Regions from separate parts of the Mus musculus genome. Here all the other regions are linked to region 1. The links are chromatin contacts, called in public promoter capture Hi-C maps. All regions are on one chromosome and are shown on one strand. The core of a region is the stretch at or near the end of the contact, and the rest is flanking DNA. Distances in the headings are between cores, read along the strand shown.

What was found. Promoter capture Hi-C pulls out the DNA fragments that hold promoters and counts their contacts.
Region 2: a contact with region 1 is called in a promoter capture Hi-C map of the HPC-7 cell line, with 5 times the contacts expected there. The contact joins the promoter of Tet2 here to the enhancer-like site in region 1. A contact is called at or near these places in 10 of 39 promoter capture datasets (the 3T3-L1 cell line, the C10 cell line, the HPC-7 cell line and 6 more).
Region 3: a promoter capture Hi-C map of the HPC-7 cell line shows a contact between it and region 1, with 19 times the contacts expected there. The contact joins the promoter of Ppa2 here to the enhancer-like site in region 1. A contact is called at or near these places in 21 of 39 promoter capture datasets (the 3T3-L1 cell line, 3T3-L1-derived adipocytes, the C10 cell line and 14 more), 9 of 484 Hi-C or Micro-C datasets (B cells, the HPC-7 cell line, cortical neurons and 3 more) and 3 of 115 datasets of contacts at active chromatin or transcription factors (embryonic stem cells and pancreatic cancer cells).

The regions. Positions count from the first base shown.
Region 1 is chr3:132,746,021-132,749,107 of GRCm38.p6, forward strand. The region is part of intron 20 of Tbck (TBC1 domain containing kinase); the gene reads left to right. Among named protein-coding and RNA genes, the nearest start is that of Gm30294, 30 kb to the right of the region's middle. Within about 2 kb of position 1,556, at least 9 of the 459 cell types and tissues checked have an H3K27ac peak or open chromatin away from gene starts, as enhancers often do. A contact at or near this core is called in the HPC-7 cell line, where this site is marked.
Region 2 is chr3:133,542,935-133,546,021 of GRCm38.p6, forward strand. It overlaps Tet2 (tet methylcytosine dioxygenase 2), which reads right to left and starts at 1,456. Exons shown (of 11, transcript NM_001040400.2): 1 at 1,266-1,456.
Region 3 is chr3:133,308,474-133,311,560 of GRCm38.p6, forward strand. Ppa2 (pyrophosphatase (inorganic) 2) reads left to right here and starts at 1,637. Exons shown (of 12, transcript NM_146141.2): 1 at 1,637-1,808. The coding sequence starts at 1,667.

The DNA.
Region 1 (3,087 bases), core at 306-2,805:
CACATGCATATCTATCACAGACTTGAACCCCTACACAGTCATGCATGTACCAGACAGCAGTCTTGTAGTGTTCTTTTAAGTTTTATTTCATTTTTAGTTATATTTCTCTGTGGAAAGGTACGTGCATGTGTGTGTGTAGGCTCTTATGGAGGCCAGAGTTGTTGGGTTCCCAGGAACTGGAGTTACAGGTGGCTTTGAGCTGCTGAAGGTGGTGCTGGAAATCAAATTCAGCCCCGCTGGATGGGCAACAAGCTCTTAAGTGTTAGCCTATCTCTCTAGCCCCTTTTGTAATATTATAATTTTCATCTCAGCTCAAGCTGTTTCTTGAAATAACAAGCTTATTTTGCTCATTTTTTTAAAAAAAATATTGATCAAATACCCAAGCTTTAAAGTATTATTTGCCTGTCATTCTTTCAAGTAAAAATAGTATCTCTTGAAGAAAGCACCTTGTAGTCTCATAGCTCAAGCGACTATCCAGCTCCCCCACAGTTTAGACCAGAGCATAGTTTCCTGCCTCCTAAGTCATCTCACAAATTGTTAGGGAAGAACTGTAAAGGACCCATAATTGTACCCCTTACAAACATAACTGTTCTACCTTGGGCCATTGTCATGATTTCTGCAGTGCTGTCCACTCATGCCTTTGCACTATTAACATAAACCTCAATCCAGTGAAAACAGTGACTGGAGCCTAAGGATGCCATGCTCACACTTTTGAGAATTTATATATCATACTTGTGAGACAGACTTACAGACTGGGAGAGTCCTTATGAATTACCCTGGCATTCTCTTTTCTGTCTCCTCCACACTTCCTGCTTCCATCGTGTGTCAGGGTACAAGGAAGTTCCTATCCAGGTGCATCTGGTTCTCAGCCTTGCTGCTTGCAAGGCAACCTTAGAATAACAAATCTCGTTCCTGTGTTGTCTTGTTACTCTTGTGTTTTTAAATACAATTACAAATAGCTTATTGGTAATGATAAAATAATTCCTATGTGGCTAAAATAAATGCAACATAATTCTACTGAGATCATTAATATTTTAAGAAAATACAGATTTATAAAAGGTGCCATATCTCTGATTTCAAAGAAGAAACAACTATCATTTTCAGATAATCAACAGTGTAGTGAAATCCTTAGGACCCAACCTGCTGCTGTTTCTCCAGCATTCTACAGCTCTAGTGAGCGCTTGCCAGTTCTTGCTTGCTGTTGCTAGGGGGCAGCATTTACTAAGCTGACAGCTACAGACAAGTACATTGTCAGGTCAGGCTAACATTTGCGATTGGACGAATACTCAAAAAATGTATAACTTTTTATTGGTTTTAGCATCTAACTTAGAAAAGTAACAGAAACTATGTGTATTTTTATATTTATAGCCTAATATTTAAACACTTAGAACCATTAAAAAATAAAATCTTTCTATTGTTCAAAATTATTTCAGTATTAGTTCATATTCTTAAAACTGTAAAACAGCTTGAGAAATTATGTAAGGCAATATATATAAAGTACTCTGGGCCTCACAGAACAAGTCTTGTCATACAGCTACTTGGGAGGTTGAGGCAAAAGATGCAAAAGTTCAGGACTTTCCTTTGTTACAGAGGGCTTTGGGCCTAGACAACTTAGTAAGAGCCTGTCTGAAACTAAAGGTAAAGGAAGGCTGAGGATGTTCTTGAAAGACTCGGGCCTTGGCGTCAATCCCTAAGTCCAAGCTTCCCCTTCCCTCTCTCAGCAAGGAAGGAAGGAAGGAAGGAATTTAAAATGGAAAAGGGACATAGAAAGAATAGAGGAATTGTGTCTCACGTATCGTTATTACATGTCTCTAGTCTCAGTTGTGTCGCTAAGAGGCATCTCGTGCGTGCGAGGAATGCTGGTAACAGTGCCTGCAAGTCTCTGCCTTATCACTGCACATGCTTCCCGCTACTCGAGTAAACTCTTTAACGCACCTGTCATCACCTGTCATCAATGCGTGCGTCTGTAGAGCTCGAGGTGGGGACACTTCCTGTGCTTCCTGCTGCTTAGTGTGATAATGTTCTTCCGGACAGAGTAGTCAGCATGAACTCCTTTCCTCGTCCTTTCTTGCTTCTTTGAAGACTTCTCAGGAGGGCATGATCTCAGGAGCCTTTGCTTCTGTACTCTGATAGCTCCATTGTGTGCTTCCTTCATTGTTCAAACAGATATTTGGTTGCCTCTATACCCTGAATACATTAAAGGACAGGGGTTAAAAAACGTTTTCCCTCATGTTTTTGTGGAAGTATATGATAAAAAGTGATGGGGCTGGAGAGGTGGCTTGGCAGTTGAGAACTCCTGCAGAGGACCCAAGTTCTCTGCCCAGTCCTCACATGGTGACTCAGAGCCTGTCAACTCCAGTACCAGGGATCGGATCCCTCGGCTTCCTGTGGTGCACATCACTCATCCTTCTTAATAGAAATATAAAAGGTTAAAAGGCAAGGAAATAAAAAATCGTTTACAATGCCCATTTGCTAATAAAAGCCATAGTAAATAAATAAATAAGTAGATATTGTGAAAAAAGATATAAAAAATAGACAATGTGATATATTCAGTATATATTGGTAAATTCTAGAGAAATGAAGAACTGAATTTGGACATATGTGTTAAGTGTTTGAATGGAGGAAGAGTTGAATTTTTAAATGAGATTGCCAGGAAAAGCTCTCAGGAAAGGTGGTTTGAAGTCAGTTCCTTATAAAAATGAAATAACAAGCAAGCAACAGCAAGCTCCAGCCTGGGTGGGAGGGATACACTAGAGATGTTAAGGGAATAGCCACTGTGAGTGGAGCATGGTGAGGCCACATAGCAGGAACTGAAGGGGAGAGCATTTTGAGTGTTATACATATATTATCACCACTGGCTTTATTTCATCATCACAAAGAAACAAGATGCTTTTGAATAGAATGGTGACCCATGGTGTAACATAACAAGATCACTCTGACATCTCATTGGCTGAAATTCAAGAACAGATAAGGATAGAGTGTCGTAGATTAGTCATAGCTATGGAGTAAGTGGGTGTGTGATGGGGTGGCTTCAATCTGGATTTAGCAGTAGAGGCAGGAGAAGTTTTCGATGTTCACAGATTAGTT
Region 2 (3,087 bases), core at 206-2,705, 800 kb after region 1:
AAAATCTATCAATTAAGCCATTAACAAGCAAGTATCATGTCTTTTAACAGGACCTTCTCAAGAGTCTGGCCAGGCCTCACTTGGTTTCGCCAAACGTAGAAAACTCTCCATAGAAGAAACCCTATAAGCTTTCTAACAGTTAGCAAGCAGGTCTAGGGAAGAGAGTCAAGCTCTGAGTGAAGAGTGAGGAGGGGTGTTTGTGAACGACCAAATAAAAGAGTGAGTGCCAGAGTGAAGGAAATTTGGGATGGGACTTGTTAGAGATCTTCTCTGGGATTGGGTTTCATTTCTTCGGGCGCCCCTGACCTTGCCTTCTCCAACTCCAAACGCTTCGCCCGCCCCCTCCCCCGGCCTGCGCCTGCCTTTGTGTGTGCCTGTCACTTAAGGGGAACAGAACGAGCTGATTCGGGGGCAGCACAAAGCCAACACACAGATTTGCACAGATTCTCTTACACACATTTCCCAAACTGGAAGGCACAGCCCACTCTGAGCTTGTGAACCTTGAGAAAAGTGGGTTCTGGTCTTGTTTCAGGGAGCAGAGAAACTATTCTTTCCCCTCTCACTTAGCGCCAATAACAAAACGCGAGGACTCAAGAGAAAAAAAGAAAGAATGGAAAAAAAAAAAAAAGCCCTCCACGTAGTGGATCCTGAATCTACACACTGTGACATCTGTCTAGTGTAGTCCACGAGGGGACAAACGTGTTGGAAGCCAGAGACACAAACCCAGAACAGGACCCAAACAAGCACTACTGGAGATAAAAGAGTCAAACACACCGGGTCAGTGTTCTTTCCGGGGTGTCTGAGGATGAACTAGGGGCTCCCTGGACTTATACTAAGAACAGGGGAGAGGAGGATCAAAAGAGAAAGTGGTGGTCCCCAAAGATGAACTCTTTCAGGAAGGCAGCCCCAAGAAAACACTCACTTTCCTGAGACTAAAAGGCCAGAAGAGCGGCTGGTGGGAGGTACAAAGGTAAGTTTTCTGGGTACAGAGGGGAGACACGCATTAGCAGGAAGAAGGGACCACAGAAGTGCAGGTCGCAGGAGAAGGGGGTGCTGAATTAAAACTATATTTGTCAGCCATGTTGAAGAAGCTCCTGTAATTTGTGAGGCTTCCCTCTTCCCTCTTAGTATTTGTGGGTGACATGACAGTCCCCGCAAGGCCGAGAGAAAGAGAGGGAGATTGGAAAGGGACCATTCCGCAGCCGTCAAGAGCGAGGAAAGAAAGAGAGAGAGAGAGAGACAGGCGCGGACCTCAGCGCTCTGACCTGGTTCTGGTCCCTCAGCCTCGCAGTCCACCGCCGTCGCAGCCGGGTCTCCTTTCTAACAAATCCTACAGGGCAGCCATCTTGCTTCCTTCTGCTCCTCTACGAAAGCAGCCTCGCCTCCGCATCAATATTCATAAGGCAGTTTGACGTCTGTTCTCTAGGCTCGGCGGGGCCGGCTCTCAGGCGGCCGCCGAGGGGGCGGACGTGACTGGCATGCGAGCGGAGCGGGCGCGAGCGCGGGAGCGGGCCGTGCGCTCGCTCCCTCGCGGAGGCGCGGCGGGACCCGGGGCCGTGCGCTCGCTCCCTCGCGGGGACGCGGCGGGACCCGGGGCCGTGTGCTCGCTCCCTCGCGGAGGCGCGGCGGGACCCGGGGCCGTGCGTTCGCTCCCTCGCGGGGACGCGGCGGGACCCGGGGCCGTGCGCTCGCTCCCTCGCGGGGGCGCGGCGAGTCCCGGCTGCGCGCTCACTCCCTCGCGGGGGGCTAGGGGACCTCCTCTGCTCGGCTCCTCCCCGGCCTTTCCTGAGCCCCGGGTGCCGCCGGCCGCACACCCACGCGTGGGCGGCCTCCGCGCCTCTGTCTCCCGCGGGGGCCGCGTAGGCACTTGGAAACTCTGCGCCCTCCTGCGCGCTCCAGGGGCCCCTGGCTCCCCGCGCTCCCGCTGCCAGCACCTCACCAGTCGTCTCCCCACTCGCCCCCACACCCTGCCACCCCCTTCCCTGTCGCCCAGCCAAGCCGCTCCCCATTTCCCCAAAGGCCGTGCCGGGAGAGCTAGAGGGGCCTGGGCGCTAAAGTCTCCACTCTGCAGCAATCCGGCGGCGCCGGGGCTCTCCCCGCCCAGGCCCACCTTCTGTTTACTTTGGCCACGTGGGCCGCGCAGGGGGTGCTGTCTCGCAGAGCCCAGAGGAGCGGTGTCACCGAGCCCCTGCTTGTCACTCGAAAGAATTAAGCCAGCAGTTTCTAATGTTCAAGGCGCCCCCGTAAGTTCCTCTATTTTGCACAAATTTCCACTCCGTACGGTAAAGTAATGAAGAAACCGCCTTGTGGGAAGCTGAATTCCGAACAAGCAGAGAGCGCTCAGTTTTCCCTGAAGTTCAAGGCTTGTGCGCACCAGCTCTTCTGCTGGCACTTCCGTTTTTTAAACTTACATTTTAAATGTTCCTTTTGGTAATTATTAACTTTTGAAGATGAGATCGAGGCAAATTCATAGGAATCATGAGACAGTAGTTTAGGAAATTTGTGCTCACACATCCACCCACCCTCCTCCTGTCTTCAAGTTTTCAGTCACTGAATGTTACGTTTTAATAGGTAATCTGGGAACCTCTTCTGTGGGATCGGTTGCGTTCACAGCAACCTTAAGTCTACTTTAACACTATTATATTGTCTGTAATGCACCCTTTCTTTGTGTGTGTGTGTGGGTGGGTGTTCTTTAGAAATGAGGCCTGGAACCAACTAACTCTCTCTCTAACTCTCTCTCTCTCTCTCTCTCTCTCTCTCTCTCTCTCACACACACACACACACACACACACACACACACCACATAAATTTTGAAAAGAAAGAGCAGACCTGCAATCACAGCATTTAGAAGTCTGAGGCAGTAGGATGTCTGACAGTTTGAATTTAGCTGGGTATTGTAGTTAGATTGTTTCAAGAAGAAAGGAAGGAAAAGAAAGGAGAGAGAGAGAAAAGAAGGAGGAGGAGGAGGAAGAAGAAGGAAGGAAGGAAGGAAGGAAGGAAGGAAGGAAGGAAGGAAGAAGAAGAAGCAAATAGCCATAACATTTTCCCTTAATTTCATGAAATGTAAACACTTCCTCTTTGTAAAAT
Region 3 (3,087 bases), core at 387-2,886, 560 kb after region 1:
CAGCCATACTAGACAAGCTGAGAGTTCTACATCTTGATTGGAAGGCAGTCAGGAGGAGACTGTGTTCCACACTGGGCGGAGCTTGGATACAGGAGACCTCAAAGCCAGGCCCCCACAGTGATACACTTCCTCCAACAAGACCACACCTCCTAATAGTGCCACTCCCTATGTAATTCAAACACATAAGTCTATGGGGGCCTTACCTATTCAAACCCCCACACTTGCTACATGATAGTGACAGATGTCCACAGAGGAAATTCAGCGAGTTAGGTTCCAAATGTCTACATTTGAAATGGACAACTATTGTTGAATAAATATCTTCAGAAATTTGTATTTTAAAATTAACCAGTAAGCCAACTTTGTTCTCATAACATGTATTGTATATTCGGTTTTGATCCACAGGTATTTCAGTAAATTATAGAAAATGAAAGATGAGATTTTATATGTTCAAAATCAAGCCATTTCTTTTTAATGCCATAAAGTAATATGTTCCTAAATCACATACCCGGAATTTGATGCTAATTTTAAGAATCTAGACTATTAGACAGCCCAGAACCTTGTTTCAGTAGGAATTTCTTTCTCAAATATCCAATATTTGAAGTTTAGGTGAAATTTTAAGCTTTCTTTTTTTAACATAGGCAGAATCATATAAATCAATGAAATAAACGCAGGAAGGAAATGTTTCCATTTTTTATAGGACAACTTAGCTTGCAACTCCGCCTAATCATGTTGACGTGTTACAAAGCCACTAATGTCAAAATTTTTTAGAGACTAGGCTAAGCAATGTCTAAGTGGCTAGTGGCACCTCTAAGAGATCCTTTCTGAAACCTGGGTAAAACCAGTTTGGGTTTTAACTGTCACAATTTAGATGCAGAAAGAACCCAGTAGGTGAGGATGTGAGCCTTGCTCACAGTTGGAGCAGAAACTGGTAGAGGTCCGGAAGACCATTCCAGTGAGGTCTTCCCAATCAACTGGTCTACAGAAAAGGGCAATGGTTGGTTCCTTCCTTAGAACCACAGCTCCCGTTGTTACTGGACCAGACTGCAAAGACTGCTGTTGTAACTAGTTGTGGCCACCGGACCAGACAGAAATACTTGTGAAGTATGCAATTGCAGAGAAGTTAAAAGTTACCTGTACTTGGGTTAAATATTAAAGGGCCTTATGGAGGAAGTGGCGTTTGAGGGAATTACAGATTTAGGATAAATCTGTGTCAGATGTCTTCACAAGGACGCTCGATCATTATACATTATAGTCGTGTGTGTGTGTGTGTGTGTGTGTGTATGTGTGTGCGCGCGCGCGCGCGTGTGTGTACACTCCCTCCTTCCGGCTTGGATGTTCCTTTAGAAATTTCTGGAGGTATGCATGCAACCAAGTGCTACATTAATGTAATCAAAGTCTGACCGCAGACACTGACAGTGTGTGAGTGGGTGCGTGGTGGTGAATTCCTGGGGCTTCTAAGGTCCTTGTCTTGATGGTCTTCGGCCTCTGAGGGCTTGTGGAGCAAAGTGGAGAGGTAGGTGGCCCCAGGAATGCAGAAGAGGGTGGGACTTGATGCCACTTGAGGCCGACCGCGGGGAGGCAGTGCGGGCTCCGGGCGGCAGGGGGCGCCGTCGAGCGGCCGCGCCGGGCCCAGCACCGACCCTGCGGTTCTCGCAGACCGTCCGCCATGCGCGCGCTGCTGCCGCTGCTGAGCGTCGGCCGAGGGTGGCGCGTGGGGGCCGCCGCCCGCCCTCCGCGCCGCGTCATGTCCCTGTACCGCACGGAGGAGCTGGGCCATCCCCGCTCGCAGGACTACCGCCTGTTCTTCAGTAAGTCGTTCGCCCAGCTCCGCGCCGGCCGGCGGAGGGGCCGCGGCGCCGTGCCCTGCCCTGCCTTGCTCTGCCCGGCCGGGTCCGCAGCCCGCGCCCAAGCCCGCTGCGGAGGGGACCGGTCTCGGTGCGCAGGGTGGCGCGGGGCCAACCGCCCTCTGCAGCGACCGCAGCCGGCCCGCGGCGCTGAGCTCCTCCCGCTGACCTCCGCGCCGTGGCCCGCCGCTCGCCCGCGCCGCCTCCTGGGCGCTGCTAAGCCCATCCGCCTCCGTACGGCCGCAGAACTTTGGGGACCGGGGTCTTCACTCCGAAAGCGAGTTTGCCTGCGACCGCGACCTTGCTGTCAGCGCAGGCGTACAGGCAGGGAGGAAGTGGGAGGAGAATGTGAGCCAGGCGCTGGGATAGGCTTGTGTGCACAACGCCATCACGAAACCTTTTGTTTGGTAAGGTTAACTTAAAAACAGCAACAGTCAACTGAGTTTTTAACCTAAAAGTTTGCACCCTGAATGCCATCCACAAGCAGGAGATTGGCCGGCGTTCTGGCGAGAATGTGGTGCCTTTTCTTGCCCTGTACGTTGAGCAAAACCTAGAAAGAGGGCCGTCTGGGCTGCCCTGGGCTGACGCCAAAGACAGAAAAGCTCCTGGCCACTTTCCTTTTTCTTTTCACTCTGTAGGTCTCGTTAACAATCGCGTGAAAATAGCCACGTAGATGGGTTGCTTTCAGGCCTCCTTTACTTAATACCAGGTAGCGGAGCGGTTGCAATGTCAAGGCTTGTGCACACCTCTTAGGAGGTTCCGCCCTGAAGAGGTGAAGCTAAATCTTGTTCCGAGACCCCCATGCTGGATGAGTGTCTTAACTTGCTAAGTATTAGAATTTTTTTCCCCTATAAGATAGGGCTGCAGAAGCGGCTATGTATGTTCAAAGAAGTCACCGGACTTATAGTATAACTTGAAATCATTAATAACTGTACTTTGATTTTTACAGTTACTTTTCTGGAGCTGAAGGTTGAAGATTATTTTGTGATAAAGGAGCAAACCTAGCTTAAACTCTTTTTTTTTTTTTTTTTTTGTATTATTTTGAGACAGGGCCTCACTGGGCAGCCCTGGGCAGCTTGGAACTCACAGTAGTACACCTCCCTCTGTCTCCTGGATTGAACACATGGGGCACTTCGAATGGCAAACTCTTGTCATTGTAATAAATCTTATAATAAATAGTTTCTTCACAATTAGTTTCTGTTTGCTCCTCTACAAGAGACCCTGTCTTGTTTCTTGTTGAGGC